Regions from separate parts of the Hordeum vulgare genome. Here region 2 is linked to region 1. Evidence: chromatin contacts called from public Hi-C data. All regions are on one chromosome and are shown on one strand. Each heading gives the region's core, a stretch centred on a gene start, on an enhancer-like site or on the middle of the called end of the contact. The rest is flanking DNA. Distances are from core to core; before and after follow the strand shown.

Region 1 (6,927 bases), core at 1,602-4,101:
TTTTTTGAATTTTTATACGTTTTTATAATTTTATGAATTTTAAATGCCTTAGTTATTTTAAACTATATAAAAACTGGTGGTCATCCTAGTAGGATATAGCAAATGGAAAAAGAACATCGTGAACCAGATTTTCAAAAGAAAAAAGGTTAACTAAGCTTTGAAAAAAGATTCACAGTTTTAGCAAAAGTAAAGCTATTTTTGAAGTTAATGCATTTTCAAACTCATTTTTTAACGGACAAAAGAAAGATAAATTGAATGGCCCAACATGAAGGACGGGTGCGTGCCGGGGTTAACACTGCCGCTGCCTCGCTTACCAGGCAGATGAATTCCCGATGACATTGGCCACATTAATGATTTTATGCCTCAAATGATGTCACGGTTAAATTTAGACCGAAATTACATAGTTGAGAGTTCAATCGACAATGAATTTAATTTGAGGGTTCGTTTCGTCTAACCTCTACGAGTTGAGGATTTTAAATGAGCCTTTTCCGGGGCGAAATACAAGGCTAGATTTGAGCTTCGTTTCCAAGCGGCAATTAACAGTCCAACCAAATAACCGAATTGCAATCAGGTACTACTAAATCCATTTTAGGCGGCTCAATTTGCACATCCAAACGCGGCTTGTATCACCGCTCATGGAATGGGCAACATGGACCGGAAAACAAGGGAGCTCCTATTCAGCGCTGCACGCACTAGTTATCGATTCGACGCCGGCAACGTCGCTGGCCTGGGCCGGCCCACTAGCACGCTCGCAAGCTGCTCAATTTTTTGTCTGTTGATACATTACGAAAAAGCTCCTGGATTTTCTATCTATTATGAAAATAAAAATATTAAATAGAAAAGGTTTACAAATTTAAAGAAAAAGGTTCATCCATTTAAAAAAAGTTCATGTCTTTAAAAAGGTTCATTAATTTTGAAAAAAGTTCATTGAAATTTAAAATTTCATCCAATTTGGAAAAAGTTCATTAAATTTCAAAAAAGTTCATAGAAATACAAAAAAATTAATGTATTTTAAAAAAAGATCATTGAACTATAAAAAGTTCATAAATCCTAAAAAAGTTCATCTTTTTTGAAAAACATTCATCCATTTTGAAAAAGATGTTCATCAATTTTCAAAAAACTTCGTCGGTATTCAAACGTGTTCATAGAATTTAAAGGTTCATCGACTTTCACAGAAAAGTTCATCAATTTAAAAAAAATCGTTGATTTATTTTAAAAAATTATCAATTTTTAAAAAAGTTTGTAGAATTATCCAGAAAGAGTTCGTCATCCGGCATCTAGATGGGCCAACCCATTTAAGAATGTTACATGCGCTAGTTAACAAAATGCAGGTTAACTGGTGCCTGTAGCGTCAAATAGAAAATGTCAAAAAACCATTCGCCAATGGAGGTGGCACGGTTTGGTATAAAATATGATGGCCCATCTTTTCCTTTACAAGTGTTGTAACTCACGAAGGCTATATAATACTTACTTCAAGATGTAAGCCAGCTCCCCACTGCCACTGTCAGCGGCACGGGAACACGGTTCCCTTGATCTACAGAGAACGCGTCGCCCTTATGTGTCAAATTTTTTCACTTTTTGTTTTGTTTTTTAAACCGCCGAAAGTTCCCAAAAACACTAGTGGAGAAAATATCCAACTCCTTGCTACTCTAACGGAATTATACAACTCCTAGATTCAATGGGTCGGCACACACGCTCGCTTCTGTGCGGGTGATCGACAGTTTGACGCAATTACTAGGTTTGGCTTAGTTTTCTCTTCCTTTTTTGTGGTGGGGATGTGGGTGCGGAAGAACTAGCTTAGTGCGAAACCACTACTAGTGTCACCTCAAGCGATGGAAGAAATGGGCCAGTTCATTAAGTACGATGCGAGCGGTTTTGGGAAGCTTCTAAGGATGATTGTCAAACTTTTCATCCCGACCCATATGAATTTCTTTGTTTTGTGTTTTGTGTTTTGTGTTTTTTATTTATTTCTTTTATGGGGTGTCCCCACATTTTTGGGTTTTCTACTTCTATTCTATGTTTTATACATGAACTTTGTATAAATACCAGATGAACTTTTTTCAAATACATGAGGAACAATTATTGAACACATGGTTTCTGATAAATATGGCAGAACAGTATTTCAAAATTGCACTACCCATTTTAAATATGTGTTTTTTATGAACATTATTAGGAATATGCGCACATTTTTATATTATAAGAATACTTTAAAGATGTGTTGTTTTTATAATAACAAGAATTTTGTAAACACATGTGATTTTTGTAAAGTACATGATTTTTTTTAAACATATGAATATTGGTGAAAATGTTTGAACAAGATTAGTACAAAATAAATTTTTTAACATACTCAATAATTTTAAAAATGTGTAAACTTTCTTATATATTTGATGAACATTCTTTTAATAAACCATGATTTGCGTAAAATACTCATCTTTTCAATGTTTGGTCGATGTAGATTTTTATATATGCAATCGAAAAATGTTTTACAAAGATAATGACATTTTTAGTAAATGACAATTTAATTTTTTCAGAATATGTAATGAACAAATGTGTAACAGAACATGAAAACTTCCAAGTACATGATGTATAGTTTTAGTACATTTTTTAATAAAATATAAGAATAAATATTTTAAATACAAAATAAATAATATTTCAAAATTATTTTTTAATACAACTTGAATTTATTTACAGGGAGAATGTACACTGTCTACGTACTTATTGGTGTACTGATTGGCTCTTATTTTTCCCATGGCATACTGAATTAAACTACCAAGCTTAACCACGCGCTTGCTACCCTGGCCGTGTGAGCGACGTGACGATACAATTTGCTCTGAGTGATATATACGCATGCCTTACAGAGCGTCTATCTTTTTTTTGAGTCCGCAAAGCCAGATAAATAGGCCAGACCAAGCCAGCTAGAAGCGTCCCGTTCAAAACCCAATGTGAGTGATCGTGTGTCTTCCATACGCTTCTTTCTTTTCATTTGTTCGTTTTTTTACATTTATACATATTTCTGAAAACAATTATATACATACATTACCACACTTACTTTGATAAAAAAAATAAACCAACAAATTTGGAAAATTTTAATGCAGTGTAATAAATTGTCATCACTATTTTAAAAAAATGTTGATAGCATTTAAAAAATAAATGTTGCTGAACTTTTAACAATGTTCACGTGTTTCCTAAAATATGTACATTTTCAACAAATTTTTAATGTAAAACATGTTTGTGTAATTAAAAAAACATTTCGTACCATTCAAAATAATTAACATTACATTTATCCTGCTATATAAAGATTATCTAAAAAGTGGAGAGCTCTCGTTCCATTTGAAATGTTAAGGAGTGAAATTATCCTTAAAGGAGCCAAATTAAATCAAAATGTCATCGGAGGATTTTTTGGATAATTAGATTAATCATCTAGTTATGTATTTACTTATGGTGGCGAAGAATAAAAGTATGACTATACTTTTTTATTTTTATTTTTGACTCGATAAATTACTAATTAATTAATAGGTGCAAGCCGTTTCTTGGTGTGCCAGACGAGAAGGCAAAAATGTTACGAGTTTCAAAAATATATTAATGACATTTCTTTAAATGTTTATACAATAGAAAGAATTCACGAAGTTTTAAATTTTTTATCTCTCATTAAAAATTGTGTCAACATGTATTTTAATAGTGTTTAATAGATATTAGAAAAAGTTCAAAACATGTATTTGAAAAATATGTCAATCATGTAAAATGTGAAACGTATATATAAAAAGTTTGGATGTACACCACAAATGTAAAATGTGTGTGAAAAAAAAATAGTCATAAAAACTTCTTAAATAAGTGTTTGAAAATGTGAAATATGTATAAAAGAAATGTTCCTGATGTATACAAAACTATACACTGCGAACGGAATATGTAGACATGTGTTAACATAAATTAAAAGAATTTTTTGAAAATAATGAAGAAAACCAGCGAAAAGTGAAAACAGATGAAAAAGAATAAAAGCAATAAGGAAAGCGCAAGACCAAAGAAAACCATAGAGCCACTGAAAGAAAGTGAAAACCATCTAAAAACACCACAGAGAAAAGAAACTTGCGTCCAGCTACAATATTTGGCCGGGCCAAATACCATCGCGCCATGCCTTTTTTACTTAAAAAACAAGTCATCATATGTTTCAATGATTTTTTTTTTCCAAAAAAGGAGGAAGATCCCTGGCCTGGACAATGCATGCATCCACTTTATTAATTATTTACAAAGACCTTACAAAGTAATACATCAGTACGTCTAAATCCATCATCTCGACAACATATGTCACTAGTCCTATCCTTGATGAAGGGATGCCGAAAGTCCAAGTCAAATACTAAACAGACTTCGCATCATAGCTTAACATCTAAAATCGTAGGCCCCAACCGAGCAAACAACTCATACATGAAGGTATACACCAAAGCCTACATGATACTCACAGGTTTATTCTAAACATTATATCAGAACTCGATCAGCTAGTGACAACGCCAGAAACACCAAGAAGGTCAGATCCACAACAGGCTCGTCAAAACTTCAGGTGGATCCTCCCACCGGATGGACGTGTGAAAATCAATGTAGATGCTGGAGTTTCAGCAGAACGGACGGTTGGAACGACATCGGCCAGTGTAGGGATCGTGATGGAAACTTTCTGGGTTCTTCCTTGCTGGTCATCCAGGGAATGATGGAGGCATTTGCACAGGACATGGGGATGGATCATCTCCAAATATCTTCTGATTGCAAACAAGTGATACAACATATTCACTTGTAAATTGTAATTCTAATCCTGTGGGGTGACATTTGTGGTTGGGATCACATCATGATCCGATTGTAAGGCCCTGTTTGTTTGAGAAGTTCCGGGACTTTTTTTAGTCCCAACTTAAAAGTCCCTAGTCCCTATCTGTTTGTTTCCAGGGACTAAATAGGGACTAAAGGTCATTTAATGACATGTAAAAAGACCATATTATCCTTAGTAATATAGTACTACTCCCTCTATTCCTAAATATTTGTAGTTGGGAAGAACTAGACTAGTTCTCCCCAAGTACAAGTATTTATGTACAGAGTAAGTAATACATAAGACTTTATATTTTTTTAAATTCTAGATCGTGTAAGAACAAATGTAAATCATGTATCTATAAGTGTTAAACACGTACTTCCTCTGTACCACAATATTTGTTATTGGAGAGAACTAGCCTAGTTCTCCCCAACAACAAATATTTAAGAACAGAGGGAGTAGTTATTAAATGACATGCTAAAAGTAGGGCACTGTTGGAAAAAGTGACAGAAAGTCTCAAAAAGACCCTTCCATAGAGACTTCTCCAAATAGTCCCAAATACCCCCTTTTAGTCCCTAAAAGTCCCTCCTGTTTGTTTCACATGGGACTTTTTAGGACTTTTTTTAGTCCCTCATCAAAAAGTCCCTGGAAACAAACATCCCCTAATTCCTTTGAACATTTTAGCTGATCAATAAAAGTCTGGCAAGCTTTTCTCAAAAAAGAAAGAAAAACTAGTTGCCGGTTACCGAGTGTAAAAGTCAAGGAAGTGGATCGAGTTGATCAGTTTGACCACCAGGGATTACCCATGGGTGGTTCATATCATAGATTAAAGTGGAGGGAACGCGGCACGGTGATTGCAACTTGGCAGCTTTGAATTACCGCGTACGCGTGGAGTATGACCACGGCGATCTCGGACAAACCAACAAGCTTAGAGCATTTCTAGCAGACACATTAAAAACGCAAACTGTAAAAATAGTGTACAGGTTGATAAAAAAGTATTTTAACGGTTTATTTTAGTTATATGTTTAAAAAAACTATAAAAAAGACTGTAAGAATGTGGTAAAGAGCTCTTTCCTCCAGTTCGGCGGCAACCGCCTCTTCCTCCAGCCGGCCGTGTCGGCCACGTCGGCCGGCCGGGTCGGCCGCATCCCATCGCCCGTCGCCCGCGGCCCATCCTCGTCGGTTGCGCCCCGTCACCACGCCGGCCGTGCCCAGCCTTACCGGCCACACCTTGTCGTCCGGGGGCCATGCCCCGTCGCCTCCGTCGGCCGCGGCCCATCCTCGTCGGCTGCGCCTCATCACCACGCCGGTCGTGCCCGGCCTTACCGGCCACACCTTGTCGTCCGACGGCCATGCCCCCGTCGTCAGCGACTTGCTTTGTTGCCAGCCGCGTCGGTCGAGCCGTGCCCCTTTGCCCGCCGCGCTTGGAGGATTCCGACGGCCAGACTGAGGTCATGGGAGGCCATGGCGAGGTCGAGCTCATCCAATTCAAACCGACGGCGACGATGAATTCCAGCAAGTTTAGGACGGATTCCGGCAAACTCCACGATGACATGTTTGCTCTAACGAGATTTGACCGGCATACGGGCCCCTCTAGAATCGGTCTTCCAACCTTCAAAAATAAGGGTTTGAGATGTGGCTTTACCGTGCCCCTTTAAAATCTTTACGGGTTGAACCATTTTCACAGTTTATGTTTTACACATTTTGCGTTCAAAACTGTAAAACACAAATTTTTACGGGTTTAATCAGTTATACAGGTGCTAGAGATGATTTTAGGCCTGAGACTGAGCGAAGTTACCAGGACAATTCGCCGGACAATCTGTCGGTGTTTGGCCCCGCGCGTCCGCCCTCTGACTGCCGATGCCATGCCAGAAGAACGAGCTCGCGTCGCGTACTATTGCCCACGACCTGCCACGAGAGCGTCCATGCATGTGATGGATCGGCCGAGCAGGCGACCCGGTCGTGCTTGCAGCGCATGCGTATGTATGTTTTCTTGGTTCAGACGGGAATTCAATTCGAATTACTCCGCCATCGCTCCAACACACAGCAAACCTCTGACGCTCCCACTTGTGTATACTCTTACACTGCCTGCACGTTGCGGCGATCGCGTGAAGGATCAGCGGCAGGAAGAGTTGAAACGG
Region 2 (7,232 bases), core at 1,448-3,947, 150 kb after region 1:
AAAATACTATCATACTTCCTCCGATCCGAATTACTTGACGCAACCTCTATACAATGTGGGAGTACATGATTTGTGTTCTCTAGATGCGTTGCTGGTGTACTTGTTTGTTTCTTGTCAGACATGCGCACCAAATGCAAATGTGTTGCGATAACCCATAAAGATGATTATTCCTTCGTCCCAAAAAAAGAAGATGATTATTCCTTCCTTGGGAATCTTGATACCTGATCAGCGCAAGGGAATTTTCACCAGTTTTGAGACTTTGACAAGAACGAAAATGTAGAAAAGGATAGACCAATAATTCTCCAGTTGGATGGAATCGACGGCGCATGCACGCCGGTTTTTAGGATACAAGTGTACGACGTCCCACCTAGTTGCTGTCGACGATGATAGCCGCAATATATAGACATACTACACATTAGTAGTTTTGGCGTGAGTCAATCAAATTCCAAGGAAGGAAGAGACAGAAGCGAGCAAACTATTGTTCCAAAATGTTCAGGCCGTGGTATGTGACCAGGTTCACCGGCCGACTCCAGCTATCCATCCAGGCTGAAATTAACAGACAAACTACGGCTGCTATTTGTACAGAAGAAGGCGCCCACACGGCTCTTGTTTCAAATAGGTCGAGTATATCCGTGACGATCGATCAGATGCTCCTGTGGCTCCTTTTCGACCGGTAGAAGAGTAGGTGTGTCTCCATCCGTCGACAGATATATATGCATTTCCTACCTTATTACGTCACTAATTATATCTCACTTTAGAAACGTGCGCAAACTGAGGGTTCGTAAATTTTTAAGATGATATGCCGGCTCAGTCTTTCGAAATTGATTATAGGAGTAGAGAATACGTGTGTGCGTTCATATAGATGGATGTATGCGCGTGTATATGTGCGTTTGTATTTGTACTGTGTTCGAAAAAATGTAATTCAGATCATTATCTTACTTTGGATGAAGCTAGCCCACCAGCTGATTTAAAGTCATAAATTTAGCGTTGATTCCTACATTTTTATAAATTCAGACTTTCAGCGTTGTTAATTCAGCGGAAGACGAAGTTTGTGTCGGTGATGTCATAAATCTCAAAATGTTATGTTTGCCCACTAAAAAAAGTTGTAATGCTCAAAGTTTGCTGTGTACTTAATTCATGGAAAATTCTGCAGAAAACCCAAGGCAGAAGCGCAAGTGAAGAAGGGTAATGGAGATCAAGGAGGTTTCGCGGGAGATCTTTAGCAGAAGACACGGATGGGCTCCGTTGGGGTTAAGGATAGAAGGGTGATCAACCTAGAATTCCAATATGTGCTTTTGTAATCTAATAATGCTGCCTTTTGGCGTTAAGTGAACTTGTATTCCATGTCTCTTCCACCTGCGTGTTGATGCATGTAAAACATGTAGGTGCTGGGAGGGGTTGATTGCTTGGTTCTCCATCAACTACACGTCTCAAATCTTTACCTAATAATAAAGAGGTTATCGTTTCGTTGGAAAACCCACCGAGGTGATTTTATAAAAAAGCCCTTACTATTTACGACATTAAACTCGTAGTATATATTAAATATTTTTTTAAATACTCATATCTTTTAAACCGCAACTCCAAATTTAACATATTATATATGAAATTTGATTAGAAAAATATGTATAATTTAAATATGATATTATTTTATCTGTTAAACGTTTAATAAAAATACTATCTAGGGTGCAATCTTAATAAATAGGTCATTATTCGTCTTTCTTTCATACCGGTACTCATCCGGGTTGGGGATGAACACGTCAACAAAATCAGGATTAGAGATGAAACTGAAGGTCACTTGATTGATTCTTTGTACGTATTAAATCTACATGCAAGCCGTGTTAAAATAGAAGACCCGTGAAATTTTAAACTGCATTTTTGTAGGATAAGATCATCTTTATTTGTGTCGTAACTACAAATTCTTAGATTATAGACTATTTTTTATAAATTAAGAGTGTGTGGTATTTCTTTCTCCCGTTGCAACGCATGGGCCCTTTTGCTAGTTATTCTAACATGTTGTACAATCCTCACACCTAGACTTCTTCTTTTTAGCTGTTTCTTTCTTTTAGCTCTCTTTTGGGCTTGACGCTTATTGTATAACGGTTTGCGGTTTCCATAATGGAAACCGACGAGTGAGGCTCGTTGCTTAAGAAAAACACATGCATGTGGGGAGAGCCAGCCAGCATTCGGGTGGTCGTGGTATGGGAGAAGCACCCATAATCAGGCTATAGGGGTGTCATGGGAGAAGCACACATAATCAGGCTCTAGGGAGCTTGTTGACAAATTTCAATGTTGTGTGTCGCATGATTGCTTGGTTCTCCATCAACTACACGTCTCAAATTATTCTAACATGTTGTACATCTGAAACCACGACCTACATGCCAACACTAACAGAGGCGCGCGCGCGCACACACACACGTATATACATCGAAAGGCGAAGCACGTGATATGGTCCACACGTATGTATACCTCCTGCACATGTCGACGCGTCCAAGTCTTCCAATTAGTTAGTTATATAGTCACCGCCAGTGTCAGATAGAGAACGAATATAATGATTTTATGGGTTATAAGTACGACGGTGAAAGTGGAGCAGGATCCATCGATGGCATTGCTAGCCAACTTCACAGGCTAGGTGATCAGTACTAGATCGACGGCAAGTAGCAGGCAGCTCCTCAGTGTAAATTCTTGGAAGTTTCTGCCGGCGACGACTACCGCGTCATGTAGATGTATACACACGGCAGCGACGCGCCCGACTCGACTGAGGGTCCCCGCTCCGATCCGACAGACGCAGCACGTCGATCCAGAGGCGCCGGGACAGCCAGCTCGCCCGACTTCGGCGACCGTTGACAAACTAGAGCATACACAGTCAGGGGTCCTAGCTTTCGATCTCTGCATGCACGTACGTTGAAAATCGGAACATACGATCGAGTAGATGAGGATTCAGAGACCACAGTCAGGGGACCCATCTCAGTTAAGTTGGAACGCTGCGCATGACGCTCGTATATGCAGCAATGCAAGTTGCATCCTGGATATGCATGCAACGATCGACGACGACGCGACCAGGACGGTGAACCCAGGATACTGCTGCGGCAGCATGCTGCCGTGCCGACCTCCTCCACAGTCGAGTCAACCTTCCTTCCATCGCGTTGCAGGTTCGGCCCTGCTCCGTGGGTGGCTCAGATCCACGTACATACGCGCCGGCGGCGTCAGGTCGTCGTTCTTCGGTCACAGGGTCTTCTCCACAATGCATATCTTTCCTGTAGCTATCAGAGAGACAGCGAGCTAGGACCGAGGACCGATATTCGAGCCAGATGGTTTCACTGTGGCTCAACTGTAAATGTGTTTCTTAATTTATTTGTATACTAACCTAGCTAATTACCTCTACGCGGTTTCTACTAGCCGGATCAACAAGCAACCCAGCTGGTACTACGTATGCAGCAAGTTGGAGTAAATTTCGCTGGTTCTTGGGGCGCACGAGTTAAACTTAAACAACACATGGACATAAGAAAATCGGAGGGGTAACGTCAGAGGATAAGCACGTAGACATGTGGCGTGGTGGGTGTATATATGTTGGGAGGGCATGGAGCGCCATTGGGTGGAGTGGACACTCGTCAAACTTAGACAGCGAGGCCATGCCCATGTTACCACATCACAGCAGATCAGTTCAGAACCTGGTCAAATGCTTAATTAATTTACTACACCCCACTAGGCCACCACCATTCAGTCATCGAATCAATTATACTTGTTGTTGTTTTTAATACATCATTTGGTCGGAAGAAAATGCACATGATCAACCCTATGTCATATTCTATACTTTCTCTAAGTAAGGAGAAAATAAACACTCCCAGCCCGAGAACTGTTGGTGCCCATCTTGTTTTCCATTGCCGTCCTAAACAGATGATGGGATCGATCCGTTTTCTCAATGCTGGTTTGACAGTGACCCTCTCACCCCATGCACTTTCGGCAGATGATCATTAGATAGCGTCCCAGATTAACAATGGAATCCTGTATACCTGCCGCCCATCAGCACGCAGCAGTATTCAGAGAACCAAAGGCTACTCTGCTCCATCCCGATTTGATGTTAAAACCAAGTGGTGGCATCGACCGCTAGCTGTCGATCGATGAAGCCAGCGTTGTGCCTGTCAAATTCTCGAGAATTTTCCGTCCACTCCCGTAGCCATCCAGAGATATTCCTACCGACCTAACAAGTCCAGCCCTTCCGCCCAAAGCAACCATGCCCTTTAGTTTGTCTCTGTGTTCTGTTCCTGCAAGCTAGCGTCAAGGGGGCAAGCAGGGAGTTCATGCTTCAGAGAAAGCAACACGAACAGCGACGGCCTAGGTTTTTTTATTTAAAAAATGTGGATTACGCCGGCCTCTGCATCTGAACGATGCATGCAGCCATTTTATTAATTTTTCACAAAAATCTTACAAGTAGTACATCAGTTTGTCCGAAATCACCATCTTAGCAACAACTATCGCTACTCCTAACCACTTGATGAAGGGGTGCCGATAGTCCGAACCTAATACCAAACAGACATCGCACCAAAGCCTAACATCTAAAGCCGGAGGTCCCTACCGAGCCACATACTGGGTTTAGGATACAAACCGGTCCGACGCACTCTCATGTGTTGTCGCCGTCATCTTTCACCAATTCATCTTCAGAGAAGAAACTAACACACCGACTTGCTAGACCTCTCTATCATCGACGCCATCATGACGCCAGAGAGCTTCCATCTCCTGCACGAATCCATCTCCATGCATGAGACACCGAGTCTCCGTTACGGCACGCTGCTTGAGACTTATTTTGAGACGGAGAAAATCCTACTAAAGAAAAGATGAAAGATTTGAACTACGCCTGAGAAATATTTACTGGCAGTGGGTGCTACTACTATTCAGCTTAGCCTTCGGGGTAAAGAAAGTTAGAAGTCTAAAGTCCAAGTAGCTGTGTCAGACTAAGCTCGCGGTTTTTCTCCGTCTGCATGTGGGCGATGTCCCCAGCACCGGTGCACACAAGACCTTTCTAGTCAAGCTCTGCAGGTAGTAGATAGAAGCATGATGATGGTTCTGTTGATTTTTTTTTTTAACATAATACAGACGTAAACGCACATACACTCACCTGTATGAATGTATACACGCACATCCTACCTCTATGAACACCTTCGATAGACTAATCCGGCATATTATCTTGAGATTTACGAAGTAACTGTAGACGCCTCGTGGTCGACGGGAACGTCTCCTTCCACTAAAAACGTATCGCCGGGAATCATGAAATAAATCCAGGCACTGTCCACTCTCCTGGCGTCGATGACTTGGCTGCCGCAGCCGCCACTGCTGAGCGCCCTCGGGCTTCACCCACGCCTGACCTCTCCACATCAGGCGATCTGCCTCTCCACATCGTTGAGCCTTCTTATATTTGTAGGATTTTCTAAAATGAAAGAACAAGAAAAACATATAAATAGAATGTCATGCCATCTTTAATACACTAGGATTCCATGAATGTTTGATTGTACACCGGAAAAACATAGGATTCAAAACAAGATGTAGCAGTGGATTTAATTTTTTTTAATCGAATGTAGTGCAAATGAATCCTTAAGAAGAATCACTATGGATAGTTTAGGGCCGCGTGCGAACGAAAATTAGGCATGAGGGATGATAACGGAGGAGCGGAACATGTAAATTTTTATTAGATAGTTAAGGTTGAAGAAGAGAAAAGAAGAATAAAGTCACAACAACAAAAGTGTCCTGTTAGTTACCACTGTTTGAGTGCTACCTAGTGGTCTCAAGTTTGAATCATGCGAGGTGTGTATTTTTTATTTTTAGGAGGGAGGAAGGGTGTACCGAAGCAAAAGTGAAACAATTATTAAGGCATCTATTGAATTCAAGATGTGTAAAAAACACAGCTACGGGGAAAGAGTACATATTGGTTGTCGTGATATAGTTGAATTTTACAAGAATTCAAAACACCGGGAAATGTAATTAGATGTTGGTTGGTTGCGCCAAGGAAGAACATTGGGATTAGTTTGACAGTTTATAAATATGCCATATTTATTTTTTATGCAACTAAAAAAATCCATTAGACTGGTCTCTATGAAAATTCCCGCTTCTATATTTTTGCGGAGGTTGAAAATTTTCCGTTAGAGTTACATGTAAATACACCATAGAAAAGAAATACTATGGTCTCCAACCCTAAAAAGCAAACAAGCGGGAAAGATTTTGTAAAGATCTGAATCCTCCAGAATTCCAACGTAATTTATTTGAAAAAAGGCATTTCGCAATGCTGATATTAATCCTAATTATTTGAGAGACAGAAAAGTTCCCTCGGTTGACATGGACTAATAAAGATGAAGTCATCGTGCCATAGAACCTGACAGGCTGGTCGGGATAGATTGTACCCAGCCACTACTTTACCGTGTGTCCTTTTTTGGTGCAACATCATGCATGCATGCATGCATGAGTTGTGTTCTCTAAACAGAGGTTGTCAAAGGTTTTTTTTTTTTTTGCGCAGAGAGGTTGTCAAAGGTTGCAAGCATGGGTTTTTTCGTTTGTTCTCATACGTGTTGCAATGATAGTCGATCGATAAAGGTGATTCCTCCGTTGCGAATCTTGGTACCAGATCAGAACAGCCAGCAGAACTTTCACCGGTTTTTGAGACTTTGACAAGAATGAAATGTAGAAAAGCATAGACCAATAATACCCCAGTTGGATGGAATCTACGGCGCACGCACGCCGGTTTCTAGAATACAAGTGTACGACGTACTGTTACCTAGTTGATGACGATGATGGCCTCAATATAGTATGCGCGCTAGTAGCTTTGGCGCGAGGTATTTAAATTCTTGGGAAGGAAGGAAGGAAGAGACAGGAGCGAGCAAACTATGCATGGTTCTTCCGAAACTGTTCGGGCAGGATAAGCTTGACCTGTAGCAATAGCATGCGCAGGCCGTGGTTTGCGACCAGGTTCACCGGCCGACTCCATGTGTATTCCTATCCATCCTATCCAGGCAGAGATAGACTAGGGCCGCCATTTGTACAGGAGAAGGCGCCCACACGGCTCTCCAAGAGGAAGAGTATGTCCGATCGATCCGTCTCGTCTCGGTCGACCTTATGATGCTTCTGTGTCTCCGTTTCAACCGGAACAAGAGTATGCCCGTCTCCATCCATCCATCAAATAACATATGTTTGGTACTAGATTATGTCATGAACTACATATAGCTTCTTCTTAAGCAGGTAATGCATGT

The links. A called contact is a pair of places that touch in the nucleus more often than the background predicts.
Region 2: a Hi-C map of leaf shows a contact between it and region 1, with 4 times the contacts expected there. The contact joins two enhancer-like sites. A contact is called at or near these places in 4 of 6 Hi-C or Micro-C datasets (leaf and seedling).

The regions. Positions count from the first base shown.
Region 1 is chr1H:492,049,415-492,056,341 of MorexV3_pseudomolecules_assembly, forward strand. No RefSeq gene overlaps it. Among protein-coding and RNA genes, the nearest start is that of LOC123449081, 13 kb to the left of the region's middle. Within about 2 kb of position 2,852, at least 1 of the 3 cell types and tissues checked has open chromatin away from gene starts, as enhancers often do. A contact at or near this core is called in leaf, where this site is marked.
Region 2 is chr1H:492,196,269-492,203,500 of MorexV3_pseudomolecules_assembly, forward strand. No RefSeq gene overlaps it. Among protein-coding and RNA genes, the nearest start is that of LOC123449102, 7.4 kb to the left of the region's middle. Within about 2 kb of position 2,698, at least 1 of the 3 cell types and tissues checked has open chromatin away from gene starts, as enhancers often do. A contact at or near this core is called in leaf, where this site is marked.